Regions from separate parts of the Mus musculus genome. Here region 1 is linked to region 2. The links are chromatin contacts, called in public Hi-C maps. All regions are on one chromosome and are shown on one strand. Each heading gives the region's core, a stretch centred on a gene start, on an enhancer-like site or on the middle of the called end of the contact. The rest is flanking DNA. Distances are from core to core; before and after follow the strand shown. Region 1 holds the start of Hsd17b3 (hydroxysteroid (17-beta) dehydrogenase 3). Region 2 has its middle 3.2 kb from the start of Gm30999.

Region 1 (5,561 bases), core at 2,579-5,078, 37 kb after region 2:
GTCCAGCTTATAGCAGACGACATGAGAACTGGGATAAGCTAGAGTGGCAGAGCTTACTGCGAATCTCTACAACTCATTAAGACCACAGGAGCTTGTGTGTTCACAATTCCACCCCTCCACATTCGCTGAGACCCATTTCCAGCTTTATAAAGAATGAATAAAAATTAGGGAATTAACCTAAAATTTCTGGTGAGGAAAAAATATGGCTGAGTCACAGGCCTTCCTTTGAGAGAATATCAGGTTGCCTCTTAAAGATAATATTTTGGGGGGCTGGACAGATGGCTCAGTGAGCAGCACCACTTGCCACCAAGTTCAATGACCTGAGTTCAATCTGCAGAACCCACTTGATGGAGGAGAAAATGGACTTTGCAGTTGACCTCTGACCTCTATATGCATACCATGGTGCACACACACACACACACACACACATAGACAGACAGACAGACACACACACAAATAAATATATGTGAAAAAAACATAAGTAAAACTAAAGACAATATTTTTGATATAAGGAAATGCTAACAACTAAATATAGCTTTTTAAAAAGCAATGATGTATATGACATGGGATTTGAAAGGAATTTGGGGGAAGTTGGCAAGTTCTGAATATCTGTCTGTCTCCGTTGTTTAGGAGACTGGCTCCTCTCACTGAGGTTTTACAGTATTCTTTATCAAGACTTACACACTTTTTTTTCTGTGTACACACATGTGGTGTGTGTGAGAGTGTTTAAATGCTCATGGGCTCACATGTATGTGCAGGCTAGCCTAGCACGCATGTGGCTGCTTGTGCGTGTGGAGACCTGAAGTTTCCTTTTTAATCATTCTCCAATTAACTGACTTTGGCAACAACTCTCGCTGAACCCAGACCTCATTAATTGTCTAGTCTAGTTAATCAGTTTGCCGGGGGAAATCCCCTGTCTCAGCCTCCCCAGTGTTTTTGAAACAACGGCTATACTTGATACATCTAATCTACAGAAATAAATTTTGAATTAGTATGTTTCCTACTAGTATAGGATAAATAAAAGGGATTTATTTTCTTACTTATTTTGAGACAAGGTCTTATTATGTAGCCCTGGCTTTTTTGGAACTCACTATGTAGACCAGACTGGCCTTGAACTCACAGAGATCCTCCTGCCTCTGCCTCCCAAGTACTGGGATTAAAGGCGTGCGCCACCACATTGGTGGCTCACAATCACCTGTAACACCAGCTCAAAGGGATCTGATGCCCTCTTCTGGGTATGTAAGTGGCATACACATATAAACACACAAACATGAACACCTATAAAATAAACCTTTTTTTAAGTGTCTAAGGGATGGGATTATGATCTTTTTCAGTCTACTCTCATACTAAAGGTATTTTACTTTTTCATCTATTTTTTAAAGATTTATTTATTTATTATTATATGTAAGTACACCGTAGCTGTCTTCAGATGCACCAGAAGAGGGCGTCAGACCTCATCACAGGTGGTTGTGAGCCACCATGTGGTTGCTGGGATTTGAACTCAGGACCTTCGGAAGAGCAGTCAGTGCTCTTACCCGCTGAGCCACCTCTCCAGCCCCGGTATTTTACTTTTTAAATGAATGTCTATAATCTTTGTACACAGGAAAGTGTTGGGTAGGGTGGATGCTTATCACAAGGGAGGGATCGTTGCCTGGAGGGTAGCTTCAAAGCTAGGCTGGTGGAACTCACCTGTAGTCTCAGCTACCTAGAAAGCTACCTAGATCCATTTGAGGTCAGCCTGTGAGACATGGCAAGAACCGGTCTCCAAAATCCATACCACAAAAAGGAGCCACCTCACCTCAAATGAATAGGCTTTCCCGATGCCATCGCCTGCTCCGGTAATCACTGAAAGAAACAGTGGCAGCCTTGAAACAAGAGGACACATCTTCAAGCCTCTCTCTCGCAGTCTCTTGTATATCTCTGTCTAGAATGCTCAATACCACAAAGCCACGTTGCTCCACTCCAAGGTTTCCAGCCTTTGGTAACCTGGTTAGAACACTGCAAGTGAAGGGTGAAGGGCTTTTCTGTTTTGTCTTTGGGGTGTGTGTGTGTGTGTAGGTGGGGGTGTGTGTGCGCGCTTTTGGAGGGATCTGTGAGTCTAGAAAACACACTATGAAATGTAGCCAAGCACTAAGCCAACAAGTATTTTATCCAGGCTTGGGGCAGTACAACCTTAGCAACTCAAGGGCAAGCATGTACACTGTCATTGCTTCATTCCTGCCCATTGCTCACCCTAAGAACACCTCAGGGTTCCTTCTGAGAAGTGCAATCTGGCCCCTCCCCTCCTTCACCCCATAGGTCCGTGGCCCTCAATGCCTTGGAAGATAGGGAACCTGGCAAAGAGGATACAGGAATGTGTATGGGGGATGCAGGGACCTGAGGACCTTGGATAGTTAGCCCCCAATACCACTATCTACTAGTACCCAACAATTTCATAGGCTTTCAAGCCCTTCGTTTCCAAAATTGGAGACAGACGACCACAATTACAAGTTTCACAAGTCACCACAAATATACCTACCTGCAGCTGACCTTGGCACCAAGCATTAAAGGGCACACATTTTTTTTTAGACACAGTTTTTAAAATGTTCATTAAAACCCACTATTTTTATTTAAAAATAACAAAAAGATTCACGTTTATTGAGCATAGATATCAGTATACTTTTTCTCTGGGTATCTTCCAGCCTTGTTCCCAGAGTTTCCTGTTCTCTATGTGAAATCTGTTCCCTCCCTGGTTTGTCTGTTCCTGACGACATCGCATATTTCCTCATGGTTATCTTATTCATTCCTAACTCTCAAACAAGCTAACATTGTACCTCTCACTTTGAAGCCACAGAGTTTCTGGCTGCATCTTAACTGCTCTTTGGGGAGTGTTCTTAGAAGGGCTACGTGGGCAGCAGCTATGCAGAGTTCTAGCTGCACAGATACTCGGGCATTTCATGGGCGGCAGCTGTGCAGGGTTCTAGCTGCACAGATACTCGGGCATTTGACTGTGCCTGGTAGGGTATTCAGATCCAGAATACACAAGCTCAGTGGCTTAGTAAGTAATAAAAGCAGCAAACACACGTGTGTACATACCATATATTCATACACACGTATGTACACGTGTGCATACGCAGTGGAAGTGTAAGAAGCATCCGTTAGAAATCCATGGGTCCATCCTAAACAATTCTCATATGGTCATTAAAAAAAAAAAAATCCATGAGAAAGTTTACAAAGTTGCCAAGTTTAGTGAATAGAGGCACAGAATGCATTTTTAAAAAAATAAATTAACATTTGGATTAAAAAATTTTTTGAAACTCCCTTTAATAAAATGTAAGCACACCAGCCAAGAGTTTAGAAATCTGGAAATCTATAGGTGAGAACTCGGTACCTCTGCCTGGTTTATTATTGGTATTATTAGAAAGACTCCAAAAAGAAGTAAATCTAGCAAAGCAACAGACACGAGGGAAACCTGGGGGGCAGTCCCCTTCCCCATCTCCTGATCCATACCTTGATTTTCCAGACAGTTCTAGTTCCACACATGCTGTCTAGTCACACCATTACATGTTGTGCGGAGTCACAGAGGCATTCTGAGACGTAAGAATAAGAGAATAAGACTGGGAGAATCTTCTTACCTGCCCATTGTCCCATTGATCGCAGGAAAGAGCTTGGCAAAGCCTTGCAGAACCTCAGAAAAAGGTGCTGCGAGAACCTCATGCACTTCACCAGGCAAACCAGGCCCACGAAGAGCCCTGCAGCAATGAAGAGCTTCTCCATGGCCTCCTCTGGAGCTGTCTTGCTGGAGATGCTGCTGGACCTGGTCTTTATCCCCGTGTGATTCCCAGGGCAAGTGGCCTGGGTGCCCGCCAGATCTCCTCTGAGGAGGCTCTGGGTGTGTTCCATGTATCTGGGAGCATTTAGATTAGAGGAACTTCTTTATGTAACCTTGTGATTCGCAGGCATCTGAATCAAGTATTCTTAATAATATCTTTACAGCATGGTTAGGGCTTCTGTGGCTGTGGAGGTACTGGGTAAAGAAGACAGTAGACTTGAAGACAAGTGAAACCCAGAGAGAGGAAACAGAGCACTCTGGGAGTCTCCAAAGAGACTTGGTCTTGTGACTTGATCTCCAAAGGAGGTCTCTGCATTAAAAGCCTGATCCCCTGCGTGGTGGGGATGTGGGAGGCGATGGAGCCTGTGGGAAGTCCTGCAGTCCCATGGGAAGGCAGTGTTCAGAGGAAAACACTGGCCACTTGGAAAGAGTCTTTCCTTACTAATGTCAAAAGCTACACCATAAAGTCTCACCCAGCATGACTGGCAAAACAAGGACAACATCAGTAGGCATTGCCAAAGTAAGCCTGGGATAGTCCACTAGGCCTCAACCCTACACAAGAACTATAAGCAACTAATAAGGACTCTTCCCCAGGGAAGAGCACACCAATTGATTATCTAATACCAAATGGTCAGCCCTGAAAACATACAAACAAAAAAAATTATACAAACTAAGATATATATATATATATATACACACACACACATGTATATGTATGTATGTATATATATATACATGTATATGTATGTATATATATACATGTATATGTATGTATATGGATAGATATAGATAGATAGATAGATAGATAGATAGATAGATAGATAGATAGATATTAAAGTCACCATTGCAAACACCTGAGCTTGAGCTAATCATTTTAGTAAATTGATTATGAGCTGTTAAATATTAAACTTTGTGTGATACTCCCGGACAAGAAGTAGAAAAGACATTGGAGAAACAACACAGTAGCCACCAACACTATATATGGTTATATTTAAATTTAATATAACTTAATTTAAAAATTTATCTCCTGAACTACACCAGCTATTCCTGGTACTATTCCTGATTTACATATATGTTCATGCAGGAAGCTCTACTAGACACTCAAAGTTTCCAAGCCACTTAGGCCTTCGAGGAATTTACTGTTGCCAAAACGATGACCCAATAACTCATTAACACCAAAAGTAAAGCAAAAAGGATAAACTCACTTTTAGACCATACTTTCCAGGGTTAAATACATAGCTCCGTTGGTGGAGTGTTTGCCTAGCACACACAAAAACCTATGTTTGATCATTTGCACTGCATAAACCAGGCATGGGGCACACAGCTGTAATCACAGCATTCGAGAAGTGGAAGTAGGAAGACCAGAAATTCAAGGTTATTACTGGCTACGTTGTGAATTCAAGGACAGCCTAGGCTATGTTGTGATTTAAGGACAGCCTGGGCTACTTGAGACTATCTGGGGGAAGAAAACAAAAGGAAAGAAGGAAGAAAATACTAGAACATAGCTCAGGACCTTATTGTGATCACTAATTAGTAGACCAAGTAGACGTTCTTTCTCATCTCTGGTTTAGAAGAAATCTTTTCTGCTTTTCCCCATTTGGTATAATATTCACTGCTGGGTTCTCACAGACAGGTGTCAGCGTGGGGAGGTCTGATCCTGCTGCTCCTAATTGTGGTTTTCAGCCCTGAAGGATGTTGAATTTTGTCAAAAACATTTCTTTTTTTTAATTAATTAATTTATTATTATATC
Region 2 (5,884 bases), core at 1,099-3,598:
CCCATGAACCGCACATTTTAAATAACTGAAAAATGCAGCACATGAGTTTTTAAAGTATAAACAACAGCAAAGTGGAATGAATGCATACGAGGATGGATAATGTTGTGTTATTTATAAAATTTTAAAGATGGAAATCCATCTAGATGCAAAACAAAAGGATAAATTGTGTTTAGTCATGAGAGCAGGTGTTTTGATTGCTGCAAGGCACCTCTTGCCTAGCGGCTTGTATCTAATAATCTGAGTCTACTGCAAACACATAAAGGAATTAGAAAAAGCAATCTACAGGCTGACGAGATAGCTCAGCAGATAAACATGCCTGCCCCTAACCCCGGTGACCTGAGTTCAAGCTCCATGACCCACATTGTAAAAGGAAAGAATTGAATTCTTTCTGCATGTCTTTCTCTAATCTCCACCTTGGGGTGGGGGGAGAGGAAGGGGAGGAAGAATAAATCAATTTAGTAAGAAACTCAAAGAAAAGTCAACTTACCATGAGTAAAGGACGGTTAATCCTGAGAGGTGGCTCTTTTTTCTCCTTTTTTTCCCCCTATAGTTTCTGACCTATCTACTTGTTAGTAACTAGGAAATTTACCTTTTAAATATGGTTTTAAAATCACTTTTTAAAACCTATTTGCAATCTAACCAAAAAAGAAAGATTATGAAACCAACCTTCTCCTGAGTGATGTGGTGAGCTCAATCCAGAGAGACGAAGAGACTGTCCACTCTTACCACTGTCAGGCTTCTTATTAGAATCTATGCCACCTAAACAGGTCCTGTCATGTTCTCCTTTCCTGTCCCTTCTTGTAATGAATGCACGCACGCACACACACATCCCTCACCTGCTTTAAAATCTTGAGAAAGAAATTGAAGAACATCCTCTCCATTAAGTCAGACCCAACAGTGAATTTTCTAAAGGACTAGGTAGGAGCAACACCACAGTTTCTCTACAAGACCATTAGAGGGCATTGTGGAGCCAGGACTCAGAAAACTCAAAGCCTACTGGCCGACTACAGAGAAGCCTGCCTTTGGCCTCAGAGGAAGCACAACCTGGTAAGTCCTTCTGGCCCCAGGATGGCAGTCAGCTTTCTCTGGCCAGAACTAACTAGTTGTCTTTGAAATGGAGTCCTCTTCTTCCCGAGCAGGTGGGTCCAACCTGCAGCCTCAAGAACATGTGTTCCAGCAACCCTAATAATACATCCTGTAGACCACAATGTCATTAGTTCTTTCTCAGTGTGACAAAACATAACACCTGAGATAACCCACTAAGAAGGGCACATAATTGTATTCCATGATCAATTGGCCTCATTGTTTTCAGACCTGTGGCCAGGAAGAAAACCATGGTGTGTGCATGGCCTCAGAAGGAACTACATACTTTCGCAGCCAGTGGGAAGCAAAGAGAAAGGCGTGAAGAGACTAGTGGTACTAGTCTCACTAGTCCTACCTCTTAAATGCCCTATTACTTCCCAATAGCACCACAGGATGGGGACCAAACTTAACATGTGTGTCTTTGAGGACATTTACCCAAACCATAGTAAGTATGCTTTTCTACTAATGTTATAAAACATTGACCAAAACTTAGGGGAGCAAAGGGTTTATTTCACCTTTCAGAACCCAGGTCATACTCAATCACTGAAGGAAGTCAAGACAGGGCCACAAGGCAGGAACCTTGAGGCAGGAACTGAAGCAGAGACCATGGAGGTGAAAGACTCTGAGAGGAGCCCCTCGCTCAGGCCTCATAACAATAGCAGACACCCAAGAACTCACGATAGACCAAGCTTGATGCAAACCACATGAGGTTTATTCAGGGAAAGCCAGAGCTCTGGGGATGACTCATATCCCACGCAGGGGTAGAGGAGTCGACCTCGAGGGGAAAGAGGTCCCAGTTTTTATAGGCCCTCAGGGGAGAAAGGAGAAGCGGGGAGTAGGGGATTTCCAGATCTAAACAGTGTCTATTCTCAAGAAATGGGTATGGGAGGGGTACAAGGAAAGAGTCTGGTGCAGGTGTATCAACTCAGGATTGGCCAGGCTGTGGTTGCTGGGGAGATTTTCTGACTCTTTCTCAGCAACCAATATCACAAACACCTGGCAATGGGTTTCATCAGTGGGCACACACATGAGTCAAGGAACGGTCAAAACATTGGCAGACACACAGGTTCAAGGAGTGGCCAGAGCATTGTGCACCTCTATTTTTCTAAATCAGTGAAGCTAGTTCTGCTAACAGTGACATCTATCTTGCCAATTTCAGGGCTTCTGTGACCTTTTACATTCTGTCAGGATCTTTCAGAGGCAAGCAGCTGATTGACATGCCCAGTGTGTTTTTTGACCACTTGTCAAGGGTGACATTAACCACAGTAGACTCGTCTCTCTCACATCAATGATTAATCGAGAAAATGCTTTACAGAAATATACACAGGTCAGTGTGACTAAAGCAATTGCTCAACTGAAGTTCCTTGTTCCCAAGTGACTTCAGCTTGTGCCAAGCTGACAATAAATAAATAAATAAATAAATAAATAAATAAATAAATAAACACAGTACAATTAATTCCTTTTCAATTTGATACACAAATGTATCACTATTAAGTCATAACCTTTCCTTCCTTGTTTATCCCAGGATTGTGTTACTATCACAACATAAAAACAGTATAACTTAAAAAACCCCAGTCTTTAAAAACTTTGGTGATTAAAACATTCAAGTTATCAGCAAGGCGTGCTGGTGCACATCTTTAATCCCAGCACTGGAGAGGGAGGCAGAGGCAGGCAGATCTCTGAATTCAAGGCTAGCCCAGTCCACAAAGCAAGTTCCAGGACAGCCAGGGCTGCAGAAAAACTCTGTATTGAAAAACAAAAATCAAACAAACAAAAAAGCCAAACAAACAAAAAATATCAAGTTATCTTTAAATATCCAAAATTCACTTAACTGTGGCCTCTTTTGCTGGGTCTGGCAAGGCTTCCGAAGGGACAATATGACAAGGTTCCCCACCCACCTCCTCTGGAGCAGAGCCAGAAAGATGTGGATCTCCTCAAGAGCTGACAGATGCTCTAAGTAGAAAGCTTGTGTGCATAATAATGTACATGCTTTTCTCATGTTCCTCCTTCAGAGAACGCTCTCCCCGCGGCATGATTCCAGGAAGTGAGAATGTGTCTCAAGATCTTCAGAAAAGCCCTGAAGGCTGTGGGAAAGAACTCCGAAAACATGAATACACAAATCAGTATAAAGAACTGTTCTTTACAGGGTTTCTCAACTAGGCAATATAAGGATGCCATATGAATTGTATGAGGGGCTTCATGGACCCAAAAGAACAGAGGCAGCTGCACTAGTGAGTCAGCTTAGTCAGAAAGATATTAAAGGAGACATGACTTGGTCAATAGAGGAAAAAACCTTGATCACAAAAGAGAAAGGAATAGTTTAAAAAAAAAAACAAGGCTCAGATAGACAGTTATACAATATTAGTGGTAAATGGTGGTCTCCTCCCCAGAAGCCATCAACAACTAAATTTGATCCAGATATTCTACTCCCTGAAGGAGGTAGTTATATGTGCAATCCAAATAGAGGTGGGGAGAGACAAAAGGTCTGGTATCAAGAAAAAAGATGATAGCTTAATAATATTCCTTTCTGGGATTGCTTAATACTTTCCAATAATAAGCTTTGGAGTTGCTGAGATAAAAATGAAAAAAATCCAAAGATTAAAAGAATATATTGAGGTAGCTAAGAATTATAAAAATGAGCTTCAGTGCTGCTTACATCAGCACAAAACAAGAGAGGGCTTTTTTTTTTTTTTTTTGCAAAAAAAATTGTAAAAAGCATTATACTAAAAGCTAACTTTCTCACATAAAACCAGACTCTATCTCTAGCCTTGGCAACCACAAGTGCTGTGCCTATCGAAATGCATAGGTCTTACTTTTTTTTTTTTTTAAGTGCTTGCTGTCTGGTTCATTTGCCTTGAATGTGCTTTGTATTTCTAAGAGTCAAGGGGCTAAGGTCATTAAATGCTGATTTGTGGAGTGATCAAAGTGGAGCCTGGGTAAATGATTAAACTGATATGCAATCTCTAAGGAAGTAGCTTATGCAAATAAAAGACTGTGCTTTGGTCTGCAAAAGAGAGCTATCTCAGCAGATCACAGAGCTGTCAGTTTGCATCCATCACTGACTCCAAGTCCTTCTTCAGCTGCTTCCATTCACCTCAGGACCTCCTTTCAAGCTGAGGCTGGAACTTGAGGCTCTTAAAAAAAAAAAAAAGTTTCTTATATCAACAAGGAAGACCAAGGGCACAGTTACAGTAGCTCAATTCAAATGGAAGATTCAACAGTATAAAAAAGCTCAGTGTCCTGCATCTGGGACTCACACACAATCTGATTTCAAATGGCTCGGGTGGTTCCACATCTCTGGCTGTGGCATCCAGAATATACACTGCTTGCTCACTCTCTTCTCGGTGGTCATCTCTAATACGCTGGGGTCTCCACCACAACTGAGGCTGTACCTTCACCAATGTCCACCTTGCCTCTCCTCAGGAACCCTGACCCTACTACATGGTGCCTGCCTAGCGTGGGAATTTCTTGTTTCTTTGGAAAGTCAGTTATGTCAAATGATGTTTTGCTGGGGCACACAAGTAAAAGGATGTTTTGCCGAAGCAGACATGTGAAAGAGTGTTTTGCTATAGCAGACATGTGATGAAGGAATATAAATATGACCCCACAGACAGTGGGAGTTTGAGCACTTGTTTGCTTTGCTCTGTCTCAATATTCTTCACTAACAACACACAAGTATTGGTTCTTACATTGTGTCGCTGAGCTCCGCTTATGAAAACTCCATTGAGAGAAACTTGCCAAAGAACTTCTGGTGAGGTTCCTGTGGCTTCTTGCTGCTTCCACAGCCTTAGACCAGTTGGTGAGCCTTGTGGTTTCTTCTGGATTGAACTGCCCTTGCTGGTTCATGTGTGGCGATTGTCAACTGGACTGGACTGCAGCTGCTGGTTCATATTTGGTGTTGCTACTGGTCTGAACTGCTGATATCTTGACAACAAAGACTGAACTCTCCCTCAAAGAACTATTTCTAAACAGGTCTTCCCTCATGTCCTAATAACTTTTCTCTTCAACTACCTCTGTTGAGTGGTAGGCTAGAGGAGAGTTTGAAGTCTTTTTAAAGTAGTTTGAGAAAATTTTACGCTTATACCAACCCTTAGCTTCTCTCCATGACATCCTTCAAGCTTGTAGCTTCCATGATGTCAAAACCAGTAATACCCTGTAGGGAAACTCTTACACAATCCAGATTCAGCTGTCAATTTGGAATGTAGCCTTGGGTCCCCTGGACCAGAGTTTATTTTGTGCTGACCCTGAGGAAACACTTCTGGAAGGTGCTTCAATTATGCTGATCTCTTATTAATCTCAGCTGGTCGTTCAGCTCCAGCCAATCAGCATCAACTGTCCAGTAAAGCAAAGGTTTCACTTCAGTGGTACACTTCTCTTGTTAATAATAGCTGAATCTTCAGCCTCACCTGACCAGAAGCCACAGATTCTTAGTTCAAATATTTCACATAAATGGCCCCGATAGAATCTTTGCTTCCCCTCGAAACTTCATGAGCCAGGCCCCCATTGTTTGCATTTCTCTCAGTATTATCTTCCAACTTCCCACAAAACTGTTAAGACCCAGGCACTCGAGGGTTTCCCTGGCCCAAAGTTCCAAATGCTTCCACAATCTCTATAAAAAAGACGTGGCCAGGTCTGTTGCAGCAGTACCCTGTGTTCCTGGTTCTGCCCCAGTGTGCTTTTCTATTTTCATGCTACAACTAACTTGGGGAGGAAAGAGTTTATTTCATCTTACATCTCACAGGCCACAGCCCGTCACTGAGGGCAATCAGAGGAGGAACTGAAGCAGAGACCATGGAAGTTT

Evidence for each region. A called contact is a pair of places that touch in the nucleus more often than the background predicts.
Region 1: a contact with region 2 is called in a Hi-C map of liver, with 17 times the contacts expected there. The contact joins the promoter of Hsd17b3 here to the enhancer-like site in region 2. A contact is called at or near these places in 11 of 39 promoter capture datasets (3T3-L1-derived adipocytes, the C10 cell line, the HPC-7 cell line and 5 more), 4 of 15 datasets of contacts at CTCF or cohesin (embryonic stem cells, liver, pro-B cells and 1 more), 96 of 484 Hi-C or Micro-C datasets (8-cell embryo, the AML12 cell line, the AtT-20 cell line and 41 more), 15 of 115 datasets of contacts at active chromatin or transcription factors (astrocytes, embryonic stem cells, hepatocytes and 3 more) and 3 of 9 other capture datasets (adipose tissue, liver and pancreatic islet).

The regions. Positions count from the first base shown.
Region 1 is chr13:64,085,373-64,090,933 of GRCm38.p6, forward strand. Hsd17b3 (hydroxysteroid (17-beta) dehydrogenase 3) reads right to left here and starts at 3,829. Exons shown (of 11, transcript NM_008291.3): 1 at 3,615-3,829; 2 at 1,799-1,845. The coding sequence starts at 3,756.
Region 2 is chr13:64,050,108-64,055,991 of GRCm38.p6, forward strand. No RefSeq gene overlaps it. Among named protein-coding and RNA genes, the nearest start is that of Gm30999, 3.2 kb to the right of the region's middle. Within about 2 kb of position 2,349, at least 2 of the 459 cell types and tissues checked have an H3K27ac peak or open chromatin away from gene starts, as enhancers often do. A contact at or near this core is called in hepatocytes and liver, where this site is marked.